Regions from separate parts of the Mustela erminea genome. Here region 1 is linked to region 2. Evidence: chromatin contacts called from public Hi-C data. All regions are on one chromosome and are shown on one strand. Each heading gives the region's core, a stretch centred on a gene start, on an enhancer-like site or on the middle of the called end of the contact. The rest is flanking DNA. Distances are from core to core; before and after follow the strand shown.

Region 1 (3,870 bases), core at 1,187-3,686, 130 kb after region 2:
TTCCTGCAGGACCAGGTTTCATGCAAACACTCAACAGTGGACTGGCTCCATTAACCAGCAGTTACCTAAGCTACCAGACCGTAACTCCAGAAAGACCAGGACTGCATCTGTTTGTGCTCACTACCCCGAAGTGTCCAGTACCGGACTGGGCCCTTGATAAAGCAGGCAGTCACGAAACAAGTGCGGAAGGGATAAGAGACCCCTACCATCAAAGTGGAGTTTTACTCCAAGAACACAGCCAGGGCACAGGGATTCCATTCCCTTCTCCCACCTGGGGCCAGGGCAACAACAGATGCAATCCACTTATGTGCTTTAACATTTCTCAACTATCAGCTTTAACATTTCTCAACATTTCTCAGTATCCAAGCTGCTTCATCAGAGCAGGAGAGGCTCTGTGGATGGCGGAGCAAAAGGGAGGAGAGTTGGGGAATCATTTTCCTTTGGTGTACACATGTATGTAATTTCTATCTGCAACTTGTTTTCACAGAGCGTGAAGCCAAGGAAAGAAACCAGTGAGGGATCCCACCCACCACACACCAGGGCGTCGGACACGGCTTTCTGGAAGGGGCTGAGGCAGGGCTGGTCCAGGTGGTACACCTCTAAAAGTGGAAAGTGGAAGAGCACCAAGATTGGGGAATCCTGATACTACTTCAATAAGCTCTTAGGCTACACAAGTACAAACAGCATTGACCATGGAGGAAAGGAAGGCAATGTTCTTTTGGAAATGACTTTTTGACTACTTGGTAACTTCACACCAACCCCTACACACTTGGCATGGGCTCCCCGTGGCCAAATGTCTGAACCCACAGGTCCTTTCTGCCATATCACTGCTGCAATCGGGGCACACAGACAGGCCAACTCTATGGGCACAGTAACAACCAAAGCCATCTGTGAGCCTTGCTGAGTTTTCAGGAGGCTATTGGGGTTCATCATCTTTTATGTGGGAACCTAGTACTTAGCTTCCAAAGTGAGATCAAGCTTGGTCCCAAATTCCAGAGGTTAACATTGTCCATGCATGGGGTGGTGCATGTTTCCATTTAGAGCAAGCAACCCAAGCAAGAGAGAGGACAAATGACTTAAGCCTCCAAAGCATTTCCTATACCAGTGGTTCTCAAAGCGTGGAGCTGGTATCCACAAGATCATTATTTGAAAGATCACCACTTTCATTATAACACCAAGATGCAATTTGTCCTTTTCACCATCATGTGCTCAGGAGTATACAGCAGAGTTTTCCAGAAGCAACATGATGGGATATTGCAAGATTGAATGAAGAAGCAGATATTAGAATCCAGGTGCCTTCTAATAAACCTGACATCAAAGATATGTGTAAAAATATAAAACAATGCCACTCTTCTCAGTAACATAATGTTTTGGAAAATACGGATATTTATAATAGGTCCACTATTTAAAAAAATGGATTATTAAGTACGGTAAATTTTGTTTTATATATATGGTAAATATAAAACACACAGCCCACATAAACAATAGCTCTTTGGTACAGGAATTTTCATGAATGTAAAGGGGTTTTTGAGCGCCCCAAAAGTTTAAGCACCGCTGTCCTAGAGGCTGTGTCTCCCCGCCCCCAAGCCTGTGAGGAGGGTTATGTGTGTTGCAAGAAAGATGTTCCATTCTGATGTCTGGCTCAATTAAGAATGGCAGCCCATGCTCCTTCCGGGATCTCTTGAATCTATGAAGGTAGGCTCTGTGCCCAACCCTTCCACCTCACCCCATTTGCCCCTTATCATTTGGTGTGGATTCCCCGACCTGACGGCTCAGTGAGGATTTCCCTATTCCGTAAGCCCGGGCGCGGTGGGAACTCCTTAGTGAGGCCCGCACACCCTCCTGGGGTTAGGACACCCCAGCGAGGCCCGCACACCCTCCTCCGGGTTAGGATTCGCCAGTTCGGCCGGCCTGCAGAGCCTGGGTGAGGACTCCCCCTGAGGCCCGCACAACCTCGGCGAGGACTCTCCAGCGGCATGCACAGTCAAGGCGAGGAGGGACGAGGAAAGCCATTTCCAGTCCCTGAATCCTGTGGCCCGCGCGGCACCGGCTGGAGACCAGCGGAGAGGTCGATTCCCCGGAGCTAGTCCCCTCCCCGATTCTCCCCTGGGCCTTCCCGGCTTCTCTCCAGCCCCGGGCCGCTCTGCGCACGTCAGTCCCTCTCGGGGAGGGAGCCTCGGGCGCCGCGGAAGAGGCTCGCGCCGACTGCCCCGGGGACAGGGCGGCGGGCGCTCCCGCCCCGGGACATCCGTCGGGCCGAGCGGGTACTCACCGCTGAATGCACAGCCGGGATCTGACGGGCGGGCAGGCTCCAAGTGCAGAGCGCGCTCCCCTGCGCTGCGCTGTTCCAGGGGCCGCCGCCTCCGCGCCCCTCCCCCTGCGTCCCCCGGGGCCACCGGCGGGTGGGCGGAGCAGGGGCGGAGCGGGGGGCGCCGGGCTCGGGCGCAGCCGGGCCGTGGCCGGGGGGGGCGGGGCGGAGTCTGTCCCGGCTGCCCCGCCCCTCCCGGCTCTGGCGACCTCGCCCTCCGCGGCGAGGGGCGGTGGCTAAGGGCTGGGCTGCAGGAAGCGGGCTGCCACGTGCTCGGCTGGGGCCACCCCTGCGGGCCCGCAGACTGGGACGCGGTTGGCTTTCGCTCGCCCTGAGGTATAGGGTGCGACTGTCCGGTTCCCGCTAGGTGGTGAGCCGAAGGGGTGGGGAAGAAATGCAGTCATTTTCTTTTTGTGCTTTTTAAAAAACGACTTGGCGGTCAAGGTGGAGACTTTATTCTTTGGCTGCCCTGGTACTTGTAGTCACGTTACCCCTCTCCCCACCGACTCGCCCCCTTTCACCTTCTCGTGTCCACCCCCTACGCCTACTCCCTCCTGAATTCCTTGCAAAACGTACCAGATGGGCGTCAGAATCACGCTAACATCATAGGACTTCAACGTTTCCATGGTTATGAATGCAGAGTTTCTAGTGTTAAAAAAATTATTTTTTAAACGTGTGACAACACTTTATAATGCAGGCTGTTCGCTGGTCGGATATCAGAGAAATGGCTGAGAGTTGACACTGAGTGCGCCTTCGTCCCAAGATCCGCTTTTTATCAATCGATAGGTTGGTTGGGGTTGCCTTCTTCGGCAAATATAAGTACAAAGAAATGATTAGACCTTTAGGTTGAAAGTGGCGAGGTTTTTCTGCCAACTTATATGGAAGATTACTGTACTTTTCTGTCTTGAGCATCTGAATAAACAGGCTGTAGGACGAATAGCAAATAGCTAATACTAACACTAACACTGCTACCAGTTAATTACCACACTGCTCCTCTGTGCAGGGTCCTATGGTTGGATCTTTACGTGTCTTACTTAATTCAACTCCTCCATCTGTCCTGTGAAATGAAGAGTATTACCCCATTTTGCAGATACAGAATGCCCCATAGCTGGGATTCAGTCTTCATGCCTGTCTTCCAAGCTACAGCTATCCCCTAATTGCATCTAATTTTTTTTTTAAGGATTTTATGCATTTATCTGACAGAGAGAGAGAGGGAACACAAGCAGGGGGAGTGGGAGAGGGAGAAGCAGGCTTCCTGCTGAGCAGGGAGCCCCATGTGGGGCTCAATCCCAAGAAGACCTTGGGATCATGATCTGACGAAGGCAGACTCCCGACCAATGAGCCAGCCAGGTGCTCTGCATCTAATTTTTAAATATAAAGGGTTATATTTAACTTTGAAAGATGAGATATTTACTGTATTTCCAATATGGAAGAAGACTTTCTTCCCACATGCTTCCTAAATTCACATTTACCCGTTCTTCTTATGAACATTCATTGAACAAACTTTCCTGAGTGTCTACCATATGCCAGAGTTCCACCACAAACTCTGAAAAATAATAACA
Region 2 (3,481 bases), core at 230-2,729:
GAGAAGCAAAATGTTTGAGAACCGCTGTTCCCAGGAGTCCTGACTCCTTTTAATAGAAAATTATATTTAAGTCACAATCTGGGAGCTAGAGATGTTCGTAGTTACTGGATTGGCCATTGTTTGTAGGCCATTTCAATGGGCAGAGCTAAGATAAAATGATAAATATATTTAAAGATAAAATACATCAGGAGTTTTTCAATTACTGAGTTACTCAGTAATTGAAATTACTAAGTAATTACTCAGTTACTGAGTCTTTCAATTCAAGTTCAGGATTTTAGAGTTAACTCTGAACTCATACAGTTTACATTTGTATCTCCTTTCCCCCATTGCAAAAATTCCAGCATAAATGTTTATTTTCAGTGTCAGATGAATAATACCACTACCGACAATATAATTACCTAAAACAGTTTAAGATTGTTTTGACAGTTCCTTTGTCATTCTATATAGATGTACAATAATTTGATGTATTAAATTTACTTGAAATGGTATGTTTGGCGGGGTGTTGGTTATGCCGCCTAGCAGATCAGTTAGATTCATGTGTTCTTACTTTTGATTTTTAGAGGAAATTTTGTAAATTTAATTTTGCTTTATAATAATATGTTTAGCTGGTTCTAGAGTAAATTCTGTTACATAGAATATATCCAGACACCTGGCTTCTTTCCCTGTTTCCCTATCCTATTCCCTTTCTCCCCCAATTGGTAACATTTTAAATCAAAGCAATAGTTTTCTTTCTTTTATTTTTAAAATCTAAGCAAACATGTATATATATGTCAATTAATACCACTCTTCTCTTTTTGGATAAAAGGTAGATACTATATGCACTTCTCTCCACTTAGTTTTACACTTAACAATATATCCTAGAGATCATTCCATAGTTGTAATACAGAGCACTGCACCATAATTTATTCAGCCAGGCCACTTTTGAGGATTTGGGGGCTAATTTCCAGTGTTTTATTGTAAATGGTTCTGCAGTGAATATTCACGCACATTCTTTTCACATTTTTAACATTTTATCTTTTGGATAGAGTCCTCGATGCGGGATTGCTGGGTCAAAGCATGAATGTGTCCAATTCTGTGAGATATTTAGCTACTCGTTTAGCCTCCGCAGTACAGATGAAGGAACAGAGACTGCCCGAGGTCACTGCATCAGTCACTGATACCGCCGGGTTTTAAACCGGGAAGTAAACGTTCCCCACGCTCTCTAGGTCATGGCTTCGAAGCAGAGTACCGAGGTGGGAGAGGGAGGTGAATAATTTGTATTTGGACATCACTGTCTTGGGATCACGTATCCTTTCCTCCCAGGTCCCAGTACACCACTCGGGCCCTCAGACCTCTCCTCTTTTGTTCTTTCCGTCACTTTGCCCTCTTCTCCCTCTACTAAAACGCGCCCCCCACCTAGCCCTGGCTCGTCGGGGCGGAGGAAGAACGCGCAAACCCAGCGGCTCCGCAGAAATCGCGGGCGGTGCGGAGGCAGGACCGGAATGACGTCATAACCGCGCGCCGCTCCCAGGCGTCCTCGCAAGGTCGCCTCGGAAGCGGAGAGCGCTGCTAAGTGACAAGACCCTGGTCAGGGGCGCTCCGTGGCCTGCCTTGGTACCAGTGGCGACATGTCGGGGTACACGCCGGACGAGAAACTGCGGCTGCAGCAGCTCCAACAGCTGAGAAGGCGATGGCTAAAAGACCAGGAGCTGAGCTCCCGGGAGCCGGTGCTGCCCTCGCAGCGGATGCCGCCTATGGAGAGATTCTGGAATACGTTGTTTCGGGAACAAACCTCCTGGAAGAACGTGGTGAGTGATGGGCTTCCTTCCCTCTGATGCACACACCGCGTCGCGACCTCCGGCCTGCTGCTGGACGCCTGCTCATTGTAGCCGCACCAAGGACTGACATCCCTAGGCCCGCAAGTCCCGGTAGTTCCTTGGGGGAGAAGCGGATTCAACGGAGATTTACATTTAGCATGGACGCTCTCTTGTCCCAACAGAGCCCTGGAGTTCAGGAGCAAGTATGGCTTTGGGAGAGTCATTCCCTTTTGCTGTCAGATATGATGAAAAGGGGGCCAGTCTTTGCTTAGGTTTTACAGACTGACAGAAGGATTCACTTGAGTGAAAATTCTGTGATTTTAGTGTTTAAGGACACCTGTCTGCTTTTCAAGGTTGGGGTTAGAGGGAATGACAGTACACCCAACTACCAGAAGACAGGGGGAGCCCCTAATTGGTCGTGCAGCCCCATGTGATCACCATGAAAGATAGGGTCTTAATTGGTATGCTTAATGAGTTATATTCAAGAGCCACCTTTCTGAACTACCACTATGTTCTTTTAACACAGTTTAATTTAAAAGTGCCGTTTCTGGATTTTGCACTGAAGAAAACCACTCATTTCAGAGCTATCTTGATTTTCAGGGTTTCTGGACATTTTCTTGAGGTCTTTAAATTACATCAATTTTAATGAACACTGTATCTCAGAATTGTTTTCAATAAGTATGACATTGGCTAATGATACTATGAAGTAACACACACGTACTTTCTGTCCTGCATTTTGCTGAGGGTTTGACATGTGTTACTTTAATTCTTTACTTCTGTAAGGTAGAACTACTCCTAATCCTTATTTTAATGAGACCTACAAAAACTGAGTGAGTTATCCGTGGTCACAGAGCTAGGAATTGAAGGAGTTCCCACTGAGATCCAAGATCTACTTTCTTACTGTAATGCCAAGTCTTGTGCAAATTTTTCTGAGCAAGTGTTCTTAGACACTTATTTAGGGTGGTAAACCCTAAAGAGGGTTTCAGCCCTCTTCTCACCTTTTGTATCCTTGACATTACTTGTTTTTAGCAGCTGCTGGTTGAAAGTTGACCCAGCCATCAGCCAGTGATGTAAGGAAGTAAATAAATATTTTAGTCTGTTTTTCCTTACTTTGAGTTAGTTTTTCTTCCATAATCATATGTACTATAACACCTGTTATAGTACATATCATATGTACTAAACACCAGTTTATCCCTGGAAAGATAGATGTGTTTCAGTCAAATTGGCTGCCACGGAAAAAGTTCCGTTTTCAGTTTTATTTTGCCTTTCTCTTTTAAAATTGTGTGCCTGAAAGCATCTCAAACTGACCTTGGTACACCCCTATCCCAGTATGTAAAACATTCTTTTTCAAGCTTTGGTGTGCTCAAGGTCATCTGCCTTACACCTAGAATGGTGCAAGTGACATTGATTGTGGGTATCCGAAATTGATAAATTAGGGGGTTGACTATACCTGAAAAATTCTGTAGGTTTGATTACTCTAAGTTGATTAAAATTATTCTTTCATTACTTATGTTATGTTTATCTTTAGTAAACCTATAATAAGGATGTTTTTAGAAGTCTTTACAATATTTATATCTATCTTTGAAAACCTTACTGTAGTTTTGCTAAATGTTACTTGTCTTAAGCCTTGTTTACTGTGAAGTCTGTAGGTATCCCCTAGCAGGTCCTATGTTTAATGAAAATAT

What was found. Hi-C and Micro-C count contacts between places; a contact is called where the count stands out from the background.
Region 1: a Hi-C map of skeletal muscle shows a contact between it and region 2, with 14 times the contacts expected there. The contact joins the promoter of ACO1 here to the promoter of NDUFB6 in region 2. A contact is called at or near these places in 2 of 3 Hi-C or Micro-C datasets (skeletal muscle and spleen).

What each region holds. Positions count from the first base shown.
Region 1 is chr12:38,287,178-38,291,047 of mMusErm1.Pri, forward strand. ACO1 (cytoplasmic aconitate hydratase) reads right to left here and starts at 2,437. Exons shown (of 21, transcript XM_032306964.1): 1 at 2,273-2,437.
Region 2 is chr12:38,156,892-38,160,372 of mMusErm1.Pri, forward strand. NDUFB6 (NADH dehydrogenase [ubiquinone] 1 beta subcomplex subunit 6) reads left to right here and starts at 1,480. Exons shown (of 4, transcript XM_032308898.1): 1 at 1,480-1,787. The coding sequence starts at 1,608.